2 separate regions of the Pan troglodytes genome follow, and region 1 is linked to region 2. A link is a contact called in public HiChIP or PLAC-seq data. All regions are on one chromosome and are shown on one strand. The core of a region is the stretch at or near the end of the contact, and the rest is flanking DNA. Distances in the headings are between cores, read along the strand shown.

Region 1 (5,151 bases), core at 2,489-4,988, 160 kb before region 2:
TTTTTGACACAGAGTCTTGCTCTGTCACCAAGGCTAGAGTGCAGTGGCACGATCTCCGCTCACTGCAACCTGCGCCTCCTGGGTTCAAGTGATTCTCCTGCCTCAGCCTCCTAAGTAGCTGAGATTACAGGCGTGTGCCACCATGCCCAGCTAATTTTTGCATTTATCAGAGACAGGGTTTTGCCATGTTGGCCAGGCTGTTCTCAAACTACTGGCCTCATTTTCATTTTTAACAATGAAAGCAACAGAATAACATGATCTATACAGTGGTGCACAACTCTTTGCCCAGCCCAATGTAATAAGAATAAAATGTGAAATAAATAAAACAAACAAACAAAACCGCTACTTGTCACCCTCTAGTGTTTTTTGAGACAGCACATATACCATAGTTGAATTCAGGCATACTAAATGTGTATATGATGTGACTGGTGACTATTGAAATAAGGAAGATGCTGAGCAAAGTAACAGCATAAAAAAAAAACCCAGGAGTGTGATGGATTGAGGTAGTAAATGAATGAATAGGGTAGAAAGAATGGCAGAGAAGAGAAAGTATTTGAAGTGGCCCCAGGATTTCAAAAATTCCAAGGATAATGGTGTTCCTGCCACTCACTTGTTCACACAGCTGGCAGTGTTCTGCATGCAAAAGTTTCTTGTTTTTTTTTGAGACACAGTCTCGCTCTGTCGCCCAGGCTGGAGTGCAGTGGCTCGATCTCGGCTCACTGCAAGCTCCGCCTCCCGGGTTCAAGCGATTTTCCTGCCTCAGCCTCCCCAGTAGCTGGGATTACAGGTGCACACCACCAAGCCCGGCTGATTTTTGTGTTTTTAGTAGAGACGGGGTTCACCGTGTTAGCCAGGATGATCTCGATCTCCTGACCTCGTGATCTCCCCACCTCGGCCTCCTAAAATGCTGGGATTACAGACGTGAGCCACCGTGCCCGGCCAAAAGTTTCTCGTTTTTACCTGGAGAGCAGGTTAGTACAGAGTCACCCTCCCTGTCTAAGTGTTTACTGCTCCCATCAGCTGGTGTTTGAAGAACCCAGACGGCTCTCAAGCAGAGGATATACCCAGGACAGAGCCCCCTTCATTGATTGAATTGAGATACTCAGCATCTCAGTTCTGAGAATACCCACCTGTATTCTGTGACGCAACTGTTGAAATTTCTCTTTTACTTTAGTATTCAGTTCAGTAAGAGCACTTAAAGGTCCTGAACAATCACGGATATCCTAGGAGACATTGAACAGATGAAAGGCCTTTCTCAAGGCAATGAAATGAAATGACACCATCCACACAGTGAGAGAGTTGGTTTAGACCAACTAATATTAACGTACTGACTATAATTCATCCTGATCTTTGCTGTTTACCTCTGCAACACAAGCAAAAACATTATCATTTACATTTTTCTCATTCCTTTTTAGATTAATGTTGAATTAATATAAAAGCCTAGAAAGAAACACAACTGCTTTGACCTAATTTTTAGTGCCTAAATTTTAACAAAACATTACCTGGCCAGTAGGAAACAGCTTAAAACAGCTTGTATGCCCAACAAGAATGGACATGCAAAAGTGATAGTATCACTTTAGAACCTTAGATCCTTCCAACTTGGAAGATCAGGATGTTTAAATATCTGGCATCATATGATGAGACTAACTTCTCCAGTGTGATTTTACAAACCATTAGTGATAAGTTAGAGTGTTTATATAGACATGTTTAAGGGCAGATTTAGAATCTGTTGCTGGACATTCAGAATTACTGGTGCCAGCTTTCACAGCAGGCTCTGGAGACAGACCAGGTGGATTCGAATCCTGGCTGTAGCAACTTATAAGCTGTGTAAAGTTACCTGGAAAGTTATTTAAATTCTCTGTGTCTGAGTTTCCTTATCACAACACTACTTACCTCACAGAACATCATAGATTATGTATGTATGTAAAGTACTTAGCAGAGCTGCTGGGAAACGGTAAGAATGCAATACATCCAGCTATAATCAGTCTTTCTCATCAGCAATGACAAGAACCCAAATGTTAGAAAGTGTACAGAAGAATGCCTAAGCAATTTAGATTATGTGAAAATGTAATTTCATTTGTATGAAACCTGTTTATTTTTCTATAATTGGCCCAGAAGTTTTGTAATGTATACACCAGAGAAGTGAAGTTCAAGAAGTTTTAAATATCTGCATCAAATTTCACTTTTTCTCTGGCTTATTCATTTAATCACACTTCTTTGCACCGTATTTGTTTATTCTGCATCTAATTTGGTTTATTCTGCATCTGGTTTATCTGGGGAGCCCTATTTTCCTGCACTTTTTGCCACACCTTGTTACAAACTCTGAGTCTACATCTAATGTTTAGTGACTTTGTTGAAAATGATTAGCTTTAAAAACCAAGGTTTAGGCCGGGCGCGGTGGCTCACGCCTGTAATCCCAGCAATTTGGGAGGCCGAGGCGGGCGGATCACGAGGTTAGGAGATCGAGACCATCCTGGCTAACACGGTGAAACCCCGTCTCTACTAAGCAAAACACAAAAATTAGCCGGGCATGGTGGCGGGTGCCTGTAGTCCCAGCTACTCAGGAGGCTGAGGCAGGAGAATGGCGTGAACCCGGGAGGCGGAGCTTGCCGTGAGTCGAGATCGCGCCACTGCGCTCCAGCCTGGGCGACAGAGCGAGACTCCGTCTCAAAAAAACAAAAACAAACAAACAAAAACAAGGTTTAAAACTCGGTTTCTTTTTGCTAAACTCATGGAACCGTGTCTACATTCCCAATTCTTGCCTAAGTCCACTCATTTATTTTACCTCTACCCTTAAATGACTTAAGGCGAAACACTTCATTTCCTATCTGTTCAAACGGGGTAACACTCTAAGATGTTATTCCTAGGTTGACTTTCCCAGTCCAGGTCCCAGTTTTGCCACTGACCCAGGTCTGCCTTCTAACCTAGGCCTTGGCGCCGTACTCGATTTCCTCAAGCATAAAAAAACAACTACGGTCCAGGTTACATTCGTTTCACCCAGTGCCTCCCGTGCCAGGTGGCCTTTGATGCCAGTGGAGCTGGCCAGCAGGGGTGGGGGGCTAGCTGCCTCCCGGACGCTACCAGAGGATGGTGAAGCAGCGTCAGAGGGCGGGGCCAAGCAGGGTGACAGGTAGGTTGTGAGGTAGTCAGGGGCGGGGCGACGACCAGGGCTGCAGGTGGAAGGGGCAAAGCCGAGCCCCGAAGCAGTAGCTGAGTCAGAGGTGGAGAACAGTGGGGTGCTCTGGGGATGGGAGATCCGGCGGCACCCGGAAAAAGGATCAAGGCCAGCAGTCACCGGGACACAACCAAATGGGGACCGGGCGGGTAGCCGACCATGGGGCGGAGCCTGTGGTCTGGGAAACCAAGTGGGGAAAGTTCGGGAGTGACACTGCCAAGCTCACAGACCAGCAGAGCTTGGGTTAGGGCTGCTGGAGCCCGGCAGGGGTCCCGGGAGAGTACCTGAATAAGCGCCTTCACCTCCAGGTCAAATTTGACAATCTCTTGGTTACAGATCCGGACGTGGACATCTTGGGGAGCCGCCATGTTGGGGACGCCGGCTACGGGCAGCGGCAGGACCCAAGTTCAAACGCGTTTTCGCACCGCCTTCTTTCCCTCCCCGCCCAGTCTCGGGGCAGCGCCCCCTAGAGACCGGCGAAAATGGCAAGCGAGGGTCGCTGCGCAGAGTTGGGACTTTCCCTGACACGTGTAGGGAAATCAGCCTCTCCTCTTGGTATGGCCCTAATAACATGGAGAGGAAGAGAAGAGGGAATATCAAGAACGCTTCACAGTGGTCTCTTTCCATCTTCCTTCTGTCAGGCATTCTAATAACTATATATTTTTTACATAGAAAAAAAAGACTGGAAGAAAAGTATCAATTGAGATGTCTCTGGAAAGTACAAGTAATAATTTTTTGTTTCTTCAAACTTTCTTATATTTTTAATATTTTCTACAGTGAGTATAAATTGTGGAGGAAAAGAGGAAATGATAAACGTCATGTATTTTTTAAAGTATGGAGTTCAAGGCAGGTCAGTAGAGTACCTCCTATCACTCCAACACATGATCTAAGGGATCTTTGTAAAACACGAAATTGATCAAGTCACCTACCTGTATGCAGCCCTTCTATGGCTTCTCGTGTTTCCCTTTTGTATACAACTGGATTTATTAAATCTACCTTGCTAAGGTAGTTTTGATGGAAATGTCAGAGCAAACCCTCAACAAATGGTGGCTCTTTTATTTTTGTTAGTAAATAATCCAAGTTTCTTAGCTGGTCCTCAAGGCCATCAGCCACTCCGGCCATCAGCCACCGCACCCTGCGCCCTTCCTGGATTGCTCAAGCTCTTTCTGGATGTGTAGCCTTAGAATGTGGTGTTCCCTCTCCCTAGAAAGCGTTTCCCCCACTCGACCCCACTCCAACTGCTTTTGTTCAGGTCACTTCAGCAAGCATAGATTGTGAGGACCTAAAGGCTTAGGACTTGAATGTTCATCTCTCTCTCTCTCTCTTTTTTTTTTTTTTTTTTTTTTTTTTTTTTTTTTTTTGTGGTGGAGTCTCGCTCTGTTGCCCAGGCTGGAGTGCAATGGCACAATCTTGGCTCACTGCAAACTCTACCTCCCAGGTTCAAGCAATTCTCCTGCCTCAGCCTCCTGAGTAGCTGGGATTACAGGTGCGTGCCACCATGCCCAGCTAATTTTTGTATTTTTCGTAGACACGGGGTTCACCATATTGGTCAGGTTGGTCTCGAACTGACCTCGTGATCCACCCGCCTCGGCCTCCCAAAGTGCTGGGATTACAGGCGTGAGCCACTGTGCCCGACCATGTTCATCTCTCTTAATCCTCACAACCACCCTTGAAATTGTACTACACTATTATCACAGATCAGGAGTAGGGCTTAGAGTAGATTAAAACAAAAAACAATCAACCCTGTCGCAAGATTACCTATCTTGAAAGTGGCAAAGCCTAGGCCGGGCACGGTGGCTCATGCCTGTAATCCCAGCACTTTGGGAGGCCGAGGCGGGTGGACCACGAGGTCAAGAGATCGAGATCATCCTGGCTAACACGGTGAAACCCCGTCTCTACTAAAAATACAAAAATTAGCCGGGCGTGGTGGCGGACGCCTGTAGTCCCAGCTACTTGGGAGGCTGAGGCAGGAGAAT
Region 2 (5,935 bases), core at 2,739-5,238:
GACTCTCTGACTCTTAAAAAAAAAAAAATTATATAGCTGTACAATGTGTCTGTGTGTGTTTTGATTTGTTTTCAAAAGTTTACTCTTACATGTACAATGTACAACAGGCTCCAAGACAACACTTCATTCTAAGTATAGGTGGCAAAAGATGTTATAGCAGGGGGCCGGGTGTGGCAGCTCACACCTGTAATCTCAGCACTTTGGGAGGCCGAGGCGGACGGATCACCTGAGGTCAGGAGTTCAAGACCAGCCTGTCCAACATGGTGAAACCCCTTCTCTACTGAAAATACAAAAATTAGCCAGGCATGGTGGTGGGCACCTGTAATCCCAACTACTCAGGGGGCTGAGGCAGGAGAATTGCTTGAATCCAGCAGGTGGAGGTTGCAGTGAGCCAAGATGGCACCACTGTACTCCAGCCTGGACAAAAGAGTGAGAGTCCATCTCAAAGAAAAAAAAAAAAAAGTTATAACAGGGAATCCAGATGTTTAAATACAAATGGAATCAAGGGTCACCATCGATCACCTCAGGCACATGGAACAGCTTATTTTTTGCCGGATTTCTTAATTCCACCTATGACCAGGGGCCCCTTCCCCATGGCCTTCACTTTCGGCTCCTCCAGTTTCTTCTGCTCCTCTTTTTGTTTAAAAAATGTATCTTCCAGCCGGGCGTGGTGGCTCATGCCTGTAATTCTAGCACTTTGGGAGGCTGAGATGGGCGGATCATGAGGTCAAGAGATCGAGACCATCCTGGCCAACATGGTGAAATCCCGTCTCTACTAAAAATACAAAAATTAGCCGGGCGTGGTGGTGCGCGCCTGTAACCCCAGCTACTCGGGAGGCTGAGGCAGGAGAATTGCTTGAACCCAGGAGGCGGAGGGTGCAGTGAGCCAGTATCACGCCACTGCACTCCAGCCTGGCGACAGAGTGAGACTCTGTCTCAAAAACAAACAAACAAACAAACAAAAACAACAAAAAACCAACCTTATCTTCCTCACCCATCTCCTTGGCCTGCTTCTTGGGCTGTTTCAGGGGCTTCTTCCTGCCATCTGTGAAAATGGACATGGTGCCTGCAGCCTCTTCCCCAGACTCTGACACTGGACTTGTTTCATTTTTGAAGAGACAGGGTCTCACTGTTGCCCAGGCTGGAGTACAGTGGTGTGATCATAGCTTACTGCATCCTGGAACTCCTGGTCTCAAACACTCCCATCCCCCTCACTCAGCCTCCCCAGTAGCTAGGACCACAGGTGTGCACCACCATACCCAACTAATTAAAAAAATTTTTTTTCAGAGATAAGGTCTCGCTGTGTTGCCCAGGCTGGTCTCAAGCAATCCTCTTGTCCGGCTTCCCAAAGTGCTGCATATTATGGGTGTGAGCCACCATGCCCAGCCTTGCTTGTGTTTTAAGCCAAGTGTTAGTACAAGAGTCAAAAAGTTAAAAATAATTCAAAAGTTTAAGTAAAAAAGTTACAGGAAGCTAAGGTTAATTTATTTTTGAAGAAAGAAAAATATTTTTTCAGAAATTTCATGGAGCCGAAGTATACAGTGTTTCTAAAGTCCACCATGGTATACAGCAATGTCCTGGTTCTTCACATTCACTCACCAGTCACTGACTCACTCACAGCAATTTCCAGTCCTGCAAGCTCCATTCATGGTAAGTGCCCTACACAGGTGGACCATTTTAAATCTTTGATATGTATTTTTACTGTACCTTTTCTATGTTTAGATACACAAATACCATTGTGTTACATTTGTCTATACAGTATTTAAGGACAGTAACATGCTGTACAGGTGTGTAGCCTACCTAGAGGCAACAGGTTCTACCAAATAGCCTAGGTGTGTAGTAGGCTGTACCATCTGTTTAAGTAAACTCTTTGTTCACACAAAAGCCCTACTAACACATTTCTCAAACATATCCCTTTTGTTAAGTGACACATGTCTATATATCATTAGCTGGTCAAATACCTGAATCATGACATTCACTAGGGCTAAGTGGAAACAGGATGGGTTTCATTACCCTGGATAATGGCAATGACATCCCAAGGAAGGGGAGAGAATGGTCTTTAAGAAAGGAATTGTCAGTGCTATTAGTACATTAATAAATGCTTCTTTGAGTACAAAGGCCATAAAGGCAGACAGTAGGGTAATGAAACAGTTGAAGATATAAACACAACAAAGAAGCACTTTGTTGTTCTCTAACTCCGGTAGGAAAAACAAATCTAATTAACTTTGGTAAATACAATTGCTTTAATAATGTCAGAATTCTGACTGTCCATCAACCTCTATAGGTAGGAGAGATGACCCCATATAACTGGTGTTACCAGGGAGGAGGAACTTGATACTTAAAAATGATAAAAATTCATCTACCATGTATCTTTAAAAAAAAAAATAATTTTAGACTAATAAAGCAAATGTATCCCAGGGAGCAAAAGGGGTTCAGGTCACAAAATATTAGGGAAGTAGTAAAAATCTTTTTCTTTTTTTTTTTTTTTTGAGACGGAGTCTCACTCTGTCGCCCAGGCTGGAGTGCAGTGGCGCGATCTCGGCTCACTGCAAGCTCCGCCTCCTGGGTTCACGCTATTCTCCTGCCTCAGCCTCCCGAGTAGCTGGGATTACAGGCGCCCGCCACCACGCCCGGCTAATTTTTTGTATTTTTAGTAGAGACGGGTTTCACCGTGTTAGCCAGGATGGTCTCGATCTCCTGACCTCGTGATCCGCCCGCCTTGGCCTCCCAAAGTGCTGGGATTACAGGCGTGAGCCACGGCACCTGGCCAAAAATCTTTTTCTTTTAATAAAGACAATAGAACTATTCACTCAACAGGTATTTATTGGGTGCCTCCTGTGCATACAAGGTACTATGAAAACCAGGCACTATGAAGCCACCAATTAGGTTCAAGAATAAAGCAAGAGATGGTGTTTCTGACAAACTGACTTCAGTCGAAGTTTCACCTCTCATCATCTTGAACTGAGAAAAAAATGACTGAAAAGCAAAAGAGGAACCAGGAAGAGGGTGTTCCAAGGCTCCTTTGAAGATTAAGCCTCTATTTTATACTACAGTTAAAAAGTTTAATTCCAAAATAGACAAAGCTCTAACCAACAAAGAAGTCTGGAAAAACAAAATCTTTCTTAGCCAATCATTCTAAGCACTTCTTACACTCACATACAAGAGCCGGAGCGCCCTCCAAAAGGCATGACGCAGGGGTTTCTCAGCAATACCTCCTGCTCTTTGGTAATTAATCTCGCTTTAGATCAGGCCCCAACCGCCTCCTGGCGCCCACTAGATGCAAGGCCTGGGCTCAATGTTGTCGAAGGAGCTTGTTCTGTACGCAACCGCGACAGCATGGGAGGCAGAGAAGCCAATTTCTGTTTTATTTATTTGATCCTCAAGTTCAGGCAAACGAGGCCTCATGTGGGTGGAAGGCAGGGCTAAAGGGGGACAGTCGACTAGGGACAAACCCCAGTTTCTCCCAGATTCGGCCTGCTCATTTCCGACTGCACTTCCCCACACAGGGCTATGATGAGAAAAAATTCCCCTGAAACTCGTTTCCAAGGGGGGGTCCACCAAAGGTCACCCTCCACTCGCTCAGGCCGGAGGACACTGAAGCTGCTGCGAAAAGGAACACAAGGAGTTCCGCCGGGTCGGGGGCCTGACTCTGCAGCGCGGGGGGCGCCCAGGCAACGTTCTCTGACCCGTGTGGGGGTCGTGCCTTTCCCCGCCCCGGCCTGCTAGCTCCTCACCGCCCGTTCCTCCCAAGGCGGGCCTCGCGCACTTACCCCCGGTTAGGACCCTTAGGGATGAACCAAGGCACCAAGAAGCCGACGAAGCCCCAGAACACGCTCATCACAATAAGAGGCACAGTGAGGCCGTGATACGCCATGGTCGCCGCCTGAGCGCCAACCCCTACCCCGTCGCCTCACTCGGATCCCACCAGGAAGTGTCAATAGCTGACCGCGTGACCAGCGTGTGCAAGCCCCGCCTCCCGCGCCCCCACGTGACCCGCGCGGCGGCCTCCGCCCCTCGGGGAGCCCAGAGGCAGAGCCCCGCCTTCGCCTGGCTGTCTCCTTGCTGCAGCTCCTTGGAGGCATGTCGCTCACCCCAGAGCTAGGGATTCGGTCACCAGGGGCTCAGCAAAGTGTTCTGATGAGAACTTGGCCCTTTTAGACAAAGAGTGTAGTTATCTACAGCCTCATCTACTTATGCAACAGACATAGAGAACTTAACAATAGTTGTCTCTTACTATTCTGAATTCCCGTGTGCCTGGCACTGGGCCATGATCTTTAAGTTCATGAGCCCCAGGCCGGGTGCGGTGGCTCACGCCTGTAATCCCAGCACTTTGGGAGGCTGAGGCAGGCGGATCACTTGAGGTCAGGAGTTCGAGACCAGCCTGGCCAACATGGTGTAACCTTGTCTCTACTAAAAATACAAAAATTAGCTGGGTGTGGTGGTGCGCGCCTGTGGTCCCAGCTACTCAGGAGGCTGAGGCAGGAGAATCAATTGAACTCGGGAGGTGGAGGTTGCAGTGAGCCGAGATTGCGCCACTGCACTCCAGCCTGGGCAACAGAGCAACACTCTGTCTCAAAAGAAAAAAAAAAAAAAGTGCATGAACCCGTGTTGAACTCCTCACTTCAGCCTATGAGGTAATTGTAATTATTATCCCCACTTTGCAGTTGAAGAAACTGAGGCCCAGGGAAGAGGCTAAGGATCTTGCCCAAAGTCACATAGTAAGTGGCAGGGCCAGGATTCAACCCCTGATTATCTGATTTTCAAGGCCAGAGCTCTTAACTAGTGCACCACTATTTATCTTGTGTGCTGTGCCAGGCTCTGGAGTTACAGAAGTCAATCAGGCACCCCTGAGGGAGTTCACATTCTGGGGAGCAGATGACCTTGCAAACAGGCGACTCAATGCAATGTGAAAGTAAGTGGACGACCCTGCAAGGCTTTCTACCCAACTCGTCCTCGCTGAGCCTTGAAAGACAAGTAGAAATTAGCCAGAATAGTAAGAAGAAAAACAGGCCAGGCATGGTGGCTCACACCTGTAATCCCAGCACTTTGGGAGGCCGAGGCGGGCAGATCACCTGAGGTCAGTAGTTCAAGACTAGCCTGGGCAACCTGGTGAAATCCCATCTCTACTAAAAATACAAAAATTGGCCAGGTATGCACCTGTAGTCCCAGCCACTCAGGAGGCTGAGGAACAAGAACCGCTTGAACCCCTGGGAGGCAGAGGTTATAGTGAGCTGAGATCGCACCACTGCACTCCAGCCTTGGCGACAGAGTGAAACTCTGCCTCAAAAAAAAAAAAAAAAAGAAAGGTAAAACAGTTTTGTTTGTTTGTTTGTTTTTTGAGACAGGGCCTTGCTCTGTCACCCAGGCTGGAGTGCAGTGGTGCTCCATAGCTCACTGCTGCCTGGAACTCCTGGGCTCAAGCCATCCTTCTGCCTCAGCCTCCTGAGGAGCTGGGACTACAGGTGTGCACCACCACACCGGCTAATTTTTAAAATGTTTTGTAGAGACAGATCCTCACTATGTTGCCCCGGTGGGTCTTAAACTCCTGGCCTGAAGGGATCCTCCACCTCAGCCTCCCAAAGTGCCGGGATTACTGGCATAAGCCACCGTGCTGAGCTGATAAACAGGGCTTAGAACGCTTGCTGAGAATTTTCACATATGTTAGTTATAGTATGCGCCAAGCTTGGAATAGACAAGGAAGCCAGTTCTCAGAGAGGTTGAGGAGCTTGATGATAAAGCTTACAGGTGAAAGCAAGATAGAAAGCAGGTCTTTAAATGCAATGTGCTTTACCAGGGACCATGGTTTCCTTGCAGTAGCCACATTGCATTAACTCCTGATTTCTTTCATCAAGTAGAATGGATTCCTGTATTAAATGGGAAACTGGACCAATAATCTTCAACATCTGTACCAACTTTTCGGACATGATTCTAAGCC

What was found. HiChIP or PLAC-seq counts read pairs in DNA pulled down with a chosen protein or histone mark.
Region 1: an H3K4me3 HiChIP or PLAC-seq map of stem cell-derived excitatory neurons shows a contact between it and region 2, with 2.1 times the contacts expected there. The contact joins the promoter of BNIP1 here to the promoter of ATP6V0E1 in region 2. A contact is called at or near these places in 1 of 7 Hi-C or Micro-C datasets (stem cell-derived neural progenitor cells) and 1 of 1 datasets of contacts at active chromatin or transcription factors (stem cell-derived excitatory neurons).

What each region holds. Positions count from the first base shown.
Region 1 is chr4:170,806,434-170,811,584 of NHGRI_mPanTro3-v2.0_pri, reverse strand. BNIP1 (BCL2 interacting protein 1) reads right to left here and starts at 3,738. Exons shown (of 6, transcript XM_003310964.5): 1 at 3,460-3,738; 2 at 1,131-1,223. The coding sequence starts at 3,543.
Region 2 is chr4:170,644,916-170,650,850 of NHGRI_mPanTro3-v2.0_pri, reverse strand. It overlaps ATP6V0E1 (ATPase H+ transporting V0 subunit e1), which reads right to left and starts at 3,988. Exons shown (of 4, transcript XM_003310963.6): 1 at 3,771-3,988. The coding sequence starts at 3,874.